3 separate regions of the Mus musculus genome follow, and regions 2 and 3 are each linked to region 1. A link is a contact called in public ChIA-PET and HiChIP or PLAC-seq data. All regions are on one chromosome and are shown on one strand. Each heading gives the region's core, a stretch centred on a gene start, on an enhancer-like site or on the middle of the called end of the contact. The rest is flanking DNA. Distances are from core to core; before and after follow the strand shown. Region 1 overlaps Xpo6 (exportin 6). Region 2 holds the start of Lat (linker for activation of T cells). Region 3 overlaps Gm30928 (a long non-coding RNA gene).

The links. ChIA-PET counts read pairs in DNA pulled down with a chosen protein or histone mark. HiChIP or PLAC-seq counts read pairs in DNA pulled down with a chosen protein or histone mark.
Region 2: an H3K27ac HiChIP or PLAC-seq map of regulatory T cell precursor shows a contact between it and region 1, with 2.3 times the contacts expected there. The contact joins the promoter of Lat here to the enhancer-like site in region 1. A contact is called at or near these places in 4 of 39 promoter capture datasets (the C10 cell line, the HPC-7 cell line, cranial neural crest and 1 more), 1 of 484 Hi-C or Micro-C datasets (Th1 cells), 6 of 115 datasets of contacts at active chromatin or transcription factors (bone marrow-derived macrophages, effector CD8 T cells, embryonic stem cells and 2 more) and 1 of 9 other capture datasets (adipose tissue).
Region 3: a contact with region 1 is called in an RNA polymerase II ChIA-PET map of memory CD8 T cells, with 44 read pairs. The contact joins two enhancer-like sites. A contact is called at or near these places in 4 of 115 datasets of contacts at active chromatin or transcription factors (effector CD8 T cells, embryonic stem cells and memory CD8 T cells) and 1 of 9 other capture datasets (liver).

Annotation. Positions count from the first base shown.
Region 1 is chr7:126,180,530-126,183,256 of GRCm38.p6, reverse strand. The region is part of intron 1 of Xpo6 (exportin 6); the gene reads left to right. Among named protein-coding and RNA genes, the nearest start is that of Xpo6, 19 kb to the left of the region's middle. Within about 2 kb of position 1,391, at least 82 of the 459 cell types and tissues checked have an H3K27ac peak or open chromatin away from gene starts, as enhancers often do. A contact at or near this core is called in the HPC-7 cell line, Th1 cells, adipose tissue and 3 more, where this site is marked.
Region 2 is chr7:126,368,161-126,370,887 of GRCm38.p6, reverse strand. It overlaps Lat (linker for activation of T cells), which reads left to right and starts at 1,320. Exons shown (of 12, transcript NM_010689.3): 1 at 1,320-1,740; 2 at 1,919-1,946; 3 at 2,052-2,086; 4 at 2,306-2,393; 5 at 2,525-2,589; 6 at 2,673-2,702. The coding sequence starts at 1,638. Spns1 (spinster homolog 1) reads left to right here. Exons shown (of 12, transcript NM_023712.3): 11 at 1-153; 12 at 475-828. The coding sequence ends at 569.
Region 3 is chr7:126,339,187-126,341,913 of GRCm38.p6, reverse strand. Gm30928 (a long non-coding RNA gene) reads left to right here. Exons shown (of 5, transcript XR_003946673.1): 3 at 2,222-2,364. Among named protein-coding and RNA genes, the nearest start is that of Gm30928, 11 kb to the left of the region's middle. Within about 2 kb of position 1,388, at least 74 of the 459 cell types and tissues checked have an H3K27ac peak or open chromatin away from gene starts, as enhancers often do. A contact at or near this core is called in memory CD8 T cells, where this site is marked.

The sequences.
Region 1 (2,727 bases), core at 142-2,641:
AATAGTAGTCTTCAAAACAAAACAAAACATCATCCTGTGGACAAGAAAGATGGCTCAGAGTTTAGGAATACTTGCTGCTCTTGTGGAAGAACCAGGTTCAGTTCCCGGCACTCACATAGTGACTCACAAATGCCTGTAAACTCTCGTTTCAGAGGACTCGACACTGTCTTCCGGCCTTTGTGGGAACCAGACACAAATATGTACATTCATACACGGAGGCAGAACACACAAAAATCAAAATGAGTCTTAAAAATCACCTTGCTAACGCTAGGCATGCTTGTGCACACCTGTAATTCTAACGCTTGGGAGGCTGATGCAGGAGGACCATGTGTTCTAGGCCAGCCTGGACTGCATAGACTATGAAAACAAATTCTAGCACTAGGGAGACAGAAGCAGGCGAATCTCTGAGTTTGAGGCCAGCCAGGGCTACATAGTGAAACTGTCTTAAAACAAACACCCCCAGACAAACAAAATGACCCTTGCTAATTGGAAGTTATTTCCAGCTAAGAGAGATTGCAAAGTAGTAGATTGAAACAAGCCTGTTAACACTTTGATGTTTGTGTTATGGTTTGTCTTTCTCTGTCTGTCATAGGCACATGTATAGATATGCTTTGACAGAGGAAGATACCTGATAACAATCTCTTGCCTCAAGAAGTATACCTGTGCATCATACACTTGAATACACCCATGCATCAAACACACACAGACACACACACACACACACACACACACACGCCTCTGCAAGTCACTATTTTAGTGTCATCAGTAGGTCCAATGTAGCTGCTTCCCCTGTAGTTCAGGGTCCAATCTGGGTTCAGGTGTAGCATTTGCTTATTATGAGTTTTTAGTCCACTTTAGGTTTGTTAATATTATTTTTCAAAACATTATTCTGTGCATTGGTAGCTAGTTAGTTGCTCTTGTTTTTATGTATTGTTCCCTAGTACATAGGCAGTTTTCCCAGTAGAAAATGTATTGTTCTCTGTCTACAAAGATGTTTACTCTAGTTAGTCCCTATGAAGATAGAATATGCTACCTTGACTTTTATCAGTCCTGCAGTGGGACTAGTGAAGCTTTCTAGCTCAGACCCTTGGCATTCTTTCTGCTTCTAGCTTGATTCTGATCAGTAGCAATCTGATCTCTTCTGATCAGGAAGAGAGAGACTCTAATGGGGCACTTTGTATAAACCTAAGAAATACTAGAGGGGTGTTTTGCCTGCTCTTGTCTTTGTGGAAGTTTAATCTGAGGCTGAAGAGTGGATTCAGATGGGCCAGAATGTTTATTTTCATTAGATATTAAGGATCCACGCAGATTCTGTCTAGTCATGTCTGTAATTGTTCCCAAAGGGCAAATACTGTTGAGCTTTGAACTTTAGCTAGACAAGGAGCTTTTCCAAGGCAGATGGGTCTCTTTGCTCTTTGGTTTCAGGTGATGTTCATTGTGAGATGTGAACATGCACACAATGCAGCCTTTGTCCTGGCTGCATGTTTCTGAAACTGCAACTCTGTTTCATCTGCCTCCTTAGAGTACTTTTCTCCTCCCAGTAGCTCCACCCACCCTTATCCTTGTAGCTACTCTTGTTGCTGTGATCTTGAACTTGACAAAACCCATGTAAGGAAAGAGAAGGGTTTCTTTTTGGCTCATAGAGGATGCAGAACAGTATGGTGGGGAAAGCATGGTGGCAGGAGCTTGAGGAGGCAGCTGGTGTGCAGTCAGGAATCAGTGAGAGGTAAGTGCTCAACTAGCTTTCTGCCTTTTCTGCTGTCTGGGACCCCTGCCTGTGGAATGGGTGCACTCATGTTTGAGGTGGGCCTTCCAATCTCAGCCTAGTCTAGGGAATCCTTCACAGCCATGGTCAGAGTCTTATTTCTAGATTGTAATTGTCAGTCAGCATTCAAACCATACTGAGTGCAATCCTTTAGAGACTGAGTGCGAGTGACTGTTGTTCTGACTACTAGGGCTAGAGAGATCAGCTGGTTTCATTGACTTGCTTAGAGAGAAACACAAGATTTATAGTTCAACAACATAGAGGAGCAGAGAGAACTGAAGGAGGGGCTTTGAAGGGCGTGTATCTCAGGATTAGAGTTTCCTTCCTGTTCTTTGCTACTGTCTTGCTTTCTGTTGGCCTTGTAGCACTGGTGTGGGGGAGGGGCACCCTCACATTGATTGCCATGTGTGTTACTTTAAGCTTTGGATCTTATACTAAACCCAAGAACATTTTTTTTTTTTTGGTCGTTAAAAGGGTAGGGAAGGAGGGTTCATTTGAGAGTGGAGACATCTTTGGTGGTGGTGGTATCTTTGAGAGAAAAGTTTACTTGGGACTGAATTTGCTTGCTAATTCTGTATTTTTGAACCTTAGTTGGCAGGTAGTGTGGAATCAGTATCAATATCAGTGAGGCTGTGAACCTATAGGAAGGATGTCTGTGGCCCACTGGGAACACAAGTTGTAGCTCCCGGGAAAGGAAGCAGAAAGTTTGATAAAGACTTTCTTTAAAGCCAAGGGCTATGTTGCAGAGAAGATTGTTTTAATTTCTTTTTACATTTCTTTAATTATTTTGTGAACATATGTGTTTGTGTGGGTGTATATCCCATGGTCTACATGTGGAGGTCAGAGGGCTGTTTGCAATATGTGGGCTTCAGGGATCAAGGTCAGGTAACCAGGCTTGGGCTAGTGTCTCTACCTAATGAGCCGCCTCTCTGCAGCCTGAGATGGTTATTTAGAGGTCATTA
Region 2 (2,727 bases), core at 71-2,570, 190 kb before region 1:
GGAGCTGGCCCCCTTCCTTCCTGTCCGAGTTCCGGGCTCTGCAGTTCTCGCTCATGCTCTGTGCTTTCGTTGGGGCACTGGGTGGTGCGGCCTTCCTGGGCACCGCCATGTTCATTGAAGATGACCGCCGGCGGGCTCAACTCCACGTGCAGGGTGAGTGAGGGTCACTGTAGGTCCACCTTCACAGTACCACCTGCCTGTCTGTCTGTCTCCGCGTATGTACTCTACAGTTCTCCCTCCACTCAGACTAGCCCATCCATTCATGCCACCAGCTGGGGGCAAGAGTCCCAGCATCCCAGGCTCATCCAGCTTAGCTTTGGGTCTGTCTGGAAGTGGATTGGGCTCTGTCTGTGTGCAGTTCTGAGGGCTCTCCATGCTGCCTCATCTGGGCCCCTCTGCCTGTGTCCCCTTGCTGCCTGTGTCCCCTTGCTGGCTCTTATCTTACTGGCCTTGGCTCTGACCCCTTTCTCGCAGGTCTGTTGCATGAGTCTGGGCCCTCAGATGACCGGATTGTAGTACCTCAGCGAGGCCGTTCTACCCGAGTCCCCGTGTCCAGCGTGCTCATCTGAGGAGCCGGTGCTTACCCGGCCACTGATGCATCGCAGCTGGGCCTTGGGCCCACCCAAGACGGTTCCCAGGCAGAAGCCCTCACCAGGCCCAGGTCCAAGAAGGAAGCCCTGGGATATCTCCCAGCTCCCAGACACTACATGGGCAGCCCAGGGAAGAGATGGGAGTCCAGAAACGGGGAAGGGGTGTCCTCTCTACTAGGACAGCCCAAGGGGTTTGGTGCTATTTGTAATGGAATAAAATTTGTAATCAGACTCCTGACTGACTGCTTGTCTCTCTGTGGGTGCCACTGGCCTCAGGGAATATCCATAGTCCCAGGACTTAGCAGGGGCTGTCAGGTCACCCTGTGGGTAAGTCCCTGTCTTCTGAGCTTGGTAATCTAGAAGGAGGGCTGCTCTTTTCTGAGTGAGCTGGTTCAGTATGACTGTGACTCACCGTGGTCCCCTGGAAGTCGCTCTCCCAGTAGTTAAGCCTGGGAGCTGGGGGCCTGTGGTGCCCTCAGTGCCCTCGGTCCACACAGGCCTTGGCAGAGCCTCCTTGCAGTTCTCCCACCCGGGCATGGGGAGGGTACCGCGGGCCTGGTTGGCACGTGTCTCCTTTCCTAGTGGACGGGCTGCCTCATCCTGCAGCCTTAGACCCTTCCTCCACACAGTCCCTCTGCCTCCTCCCCCTTCCCACAACTGGGTGGGGGTGAGTGGGCAGGGGGCAGGCTCAGCCTGCTGAGCAGCCTGATGATTTCCTGCCCTCACCACAGCTTCCTGTCGCACGCGGTGGTGAGCAGGAGAGGCAGGCGGGGAGCAAGAAAGGGGCAGGTACAGCTGGGCACGGGGATCGTGCAGCTGGTAGCTGGGGCACGGGCCCCAGCTCTGGCTCTGGGGCGAGCACCTTTCCAGAGCCAACACTGCTCTCAACTCAGTCCAGCAAGAGAGGGGAGCCATCCAGCCCCGAAAGGATACGGCTGCCTACTGCCGGGCGGATCCCAGGCTGGAGCCCGCTTGGTCCCATACCCCTGCTGCCACTCTGTCTCGAGGGGCTGCAGTGCAGCAGGGCCTGTGGCAGGTGCTCTGCAGATGGAAGCAGACGCCTTGAGCCCGGTGGGGCTGGGCCTCCTGCTGCTGCCCTTCTTGGTCACGCTCCTGGCTGCCCTGTGCGTGCGCTGCCGTGAGTTGCCAGGTAAGTGGGAAGCTTTGCGGAACTGGATGATGGGTGGGCGCTCCATTGGATCCTCATACCCTCCCCAGCCCCTGCACTCTCCACTGTCCCTACCTGGGCCCTGATTGATGGTGGGGGGCCTGAGTTTCTTTGTCCCTGGTGCACCCCGATCCTGACTTGTTGGATTTCTTTCCTCCAGTCTCCTATGACAGCACTTCCACAGAGAGGTGAGTGGGAAGCCCGTGTCCCTGTGTGTCTTCCCTTGGTTCCACTCAAGGGTTTGGGGCTGGGGCCCTCTTGGCCCTGTACCCAAGCTGTCTCTTTCCTGCCAGTTTGTACCCAAGAAGCATCCTCATCAAGCCACCTCGTGAGTTCAGTGTCTCTGGCCCTCCTCGAGGGTTTTTAAGAGTGTGCGTTTGTCCTTGTTCACCTTTAGCTGTCTGAAGGGCTGTTCCCTGGCTTGGGATGGGGAAAGTGGGAGCCCCCATGTCTGTCTAGGGCATGTTATTTTGGGGTCCATTTGTCCTTCGAGGCCTTGATGGGGGGTGTCTGGAGCCATCCCTCAAGCTTCATTCTGTGTCCTCAGAAATAACCGTCCCCCGAACACCTGCTGTTTCCTACCCTCTAGTCACTTCCTTCCCACCCCTGAGGCAGCCAGACCTGCTCCCCATCCCGTGAGTATCCCCCAACTCCGTCCCTTGGGTCTACTGTGCCTCTCCACCTTCTAGGTTGGGGAGGCGCTTTTTCCTGGTTGTCTTGCTCCCAGAGTCCTACCTAGACGTAATCTCTGACCTTTGGCTTCCAGGAGATCCCCACAGCCCCTTGGGGGTTCCCATCGGATGCCATCTTCCCAGCAGAATTCAGATGATGGTAAGGGTGTAGGGCACAGGAGGGCTTTGGGGAGGATGTACAACCTGAGCTGATCCAGTCTTCTTCTCCCTCTCTCTTTGAAGCCAACAGTGTGGCAAGCTACGAGAACCAGGGTGGGTCTGGGGTCTGGGGTAGTGG
Region 3 (2,727 bases), core at 139-2,638, 160 kb before region 1:
CTTAGCTGACAACAATTTGTATTTACCAAGAAACAGCTCATCATCTATCTTGTGTCTCACTTTTGAAATCTTGTTCAGCTAAACTAGGTAATTCTCTACTCTTGTACTCAGAATAGAATTATTTCCTTCTTACTCAGAACACTGCCTTTTCCTGGTGCACACTGAAACCTGTGATCCTGAGATCACAAGACCAGGAACTCAGACCCAACCTAGAATGGATGCTTTCTTTGATCATTAGCTTGTCCCCAGCTCATTTTTCTTCCCAGCACAATTACCTGCTTGTAACACGAAAGCTCACTCTGCTCCTTTTCTAGCCTATGCAGCCCTCACTACTGTACAAGGAGGGGGCACATTCTGCTCTTAATTCTAACTTTATTATATGTTTCTGGCAAAACAACTTAAACCATATCCTTAAACCTTCTATCAACTACGCTAACCTCCTAAAACTATTCAAATTAAATCAGGAATTCCATAACATCACTAATTCATCTAAACAATATTATTTTATGAAAGTTCATCTCCATGTTGATCTGCAGGAAAATTGCCCAGCAGAGTGGGCTATCACCCAGGAGGTAATCACACCAGGCTATAGGCAGTGAGGGTCTCCCCACGCCCAGTCACACACCATGCCAGTCACACACCATGCCAGATATGTGAGGGACAGAGCAACGACAAACTTGAGAAGGCACACCAGGAACAAGAAGCCATCCTGCCACGAAGGCCCCCCCCCCCCCAGCTGTGCCTCTCCAGGGCATACCCATCGCAGCTGTGCAGCCCTGGGCTGTCTCCAGGACACTCATCTGTTAACCCTGACTGGCCTGAAACTCACTATGATAGACAGAGATTCCTGTTTCTGCTTTTCAAGTGCTGCGATTGAAGGTCTCCGAGGAGACTGATATAACAACGAAGAGTGAGGAAGCTGCCTCCTGAGGGTTCATGTCCAGCAGGACAGGGGTGCTAATCCAGTCTAAACCCAGAAGATATAAAACTACACCCAAGGGCAGGGGAGATCCCTCTGTGTGAAATGCTTACTGTGTAAGCATGATGTTCAGAGTTTGGGTCCCCACACCGGTGTAAAAGCACGGCATAATGGCATGCTGTAGTGGCATGTGTCTGTACCCCAGCCCAGAGAGCAAGTGAGGGTGACAAGCTGATTCCACTAGCCAGCAAGTCTAGCTGAAACTGAGCTCTAGGTTCAGTGAGAGATCCCACTGAAAAAATATGTTGGAGAGCAATAGAGGTCGTGGATCTCTGGCCTCTATATGAACACAAATGGGGCGCGCAGGCATACAAACACACATGTACTCGCATGCACTCACTACACTACCTGAGCCATGGTGTGTATGGACCTTGTACTCTGACCTAATCGGGGAGTCAGAACGGAACTAAAAATAGTGACAGTGTAAGTCAGAAAGTTCCTGGCCTGCTGTGTCTGATGTCATAGGCCAGTCCAGGCAACCATGAAACCGTGTTTGAAAATAAAGACAGGCTGGGATGCAGTTCAGTGGTGGGGCACCTCCTACAAAACTGAGTTCAGCCTCACTACCACAATAAAAAGGGAGGGAGGGAGGGAGAGAGCAAGGGGGAGGAGGGAGGGAAGGAAGGAGGGGAGGGCCTAGTTCTGCTGTTGGGAGAGAAGGCCAATGCTCTGAGACAAGGGTGGAGATGGAAGCTAATGTCAAGGCTGGCGTGGTCCAGGGCGGGCAGCTCACACCTGTGCCTCTTCACATCACCAAGAGTGTGGCGGCACATCTTAAAAACCGTTATCATCACGAATCTTTAAAAGAGTTACTTTCATTACTTTATATTATGTGGATGGGTGTGAGTCTCTGTGTGGGTTTTTGCAGACAGTGCAAGTACCCACGGAGGCCAGAGGTGCCGGATCCCCTGGGGGCTGGAGCCATAAGCAGTTGTGAGCCACCTGATGTGGGTGCTGGGAATCAAACCTGGGTTCTCTGCAAGAACAACCTATGCTCTAACTGCTGAGCTCTCTCTCCAGCTGGCCATAGCATGTTTTGTAATCTGGGCCCCAGGCTAGCTGAGCACCAGGGTCTTGAAAAATAACCAGTTCTGGTATAAACGGGCTGTGAGCCTTTGATATCTGTCTGGAGGTGACTGAGTCATGTTGCACCTGCGAGTCTTAGTGATTGTTCTAAGCTTGGCGTTTGAAGGCGTGAGGTCTGGTTTGCAGCTAACCTTTTCATTGTGATCTTTTTTACAGCCTGGGAAGGAGCACCACACAGGAAAGGGGCTGTGCATTTCAACTAGTTCTACCCCCAGCTGTTAAGACACCGGGCAAGACGCCCAGGGAAACAAGGTTTTGCCTGTAAACTGAAAAGAAGAGCGTCGGGAGGAAATACCAGGGTGAGGTTCATGGAGCATAAGAGGCAATGGGGGAGGCAGAGCACATGCATGTGTTGTGGAAGAGACGGAATCAGGATTCTGTGATATAGAAGGGAGCTGTGTGGTAAGACAGAAGGCCAGTGATAGATGGGTGCGCCCCACAGTGGCCGTGTAAAGGTGTTTAGGAATGGAAGTAGCAGTTGGTGAGGCCCAGGAAGTGTCTGAAGCTGGGCAGTGAAGCACAGGGATTCCCAACATGCTGGACACTATGGAGAAGCATGAGTGAGCCACAGACAGCCGCTCATTCTAAGGTGATTGATTCCCCCCACCTTTCCTCCAAGGATAATTTGAAGTGGGCAGCTGAAGAAATCCAGGCTGTCAACA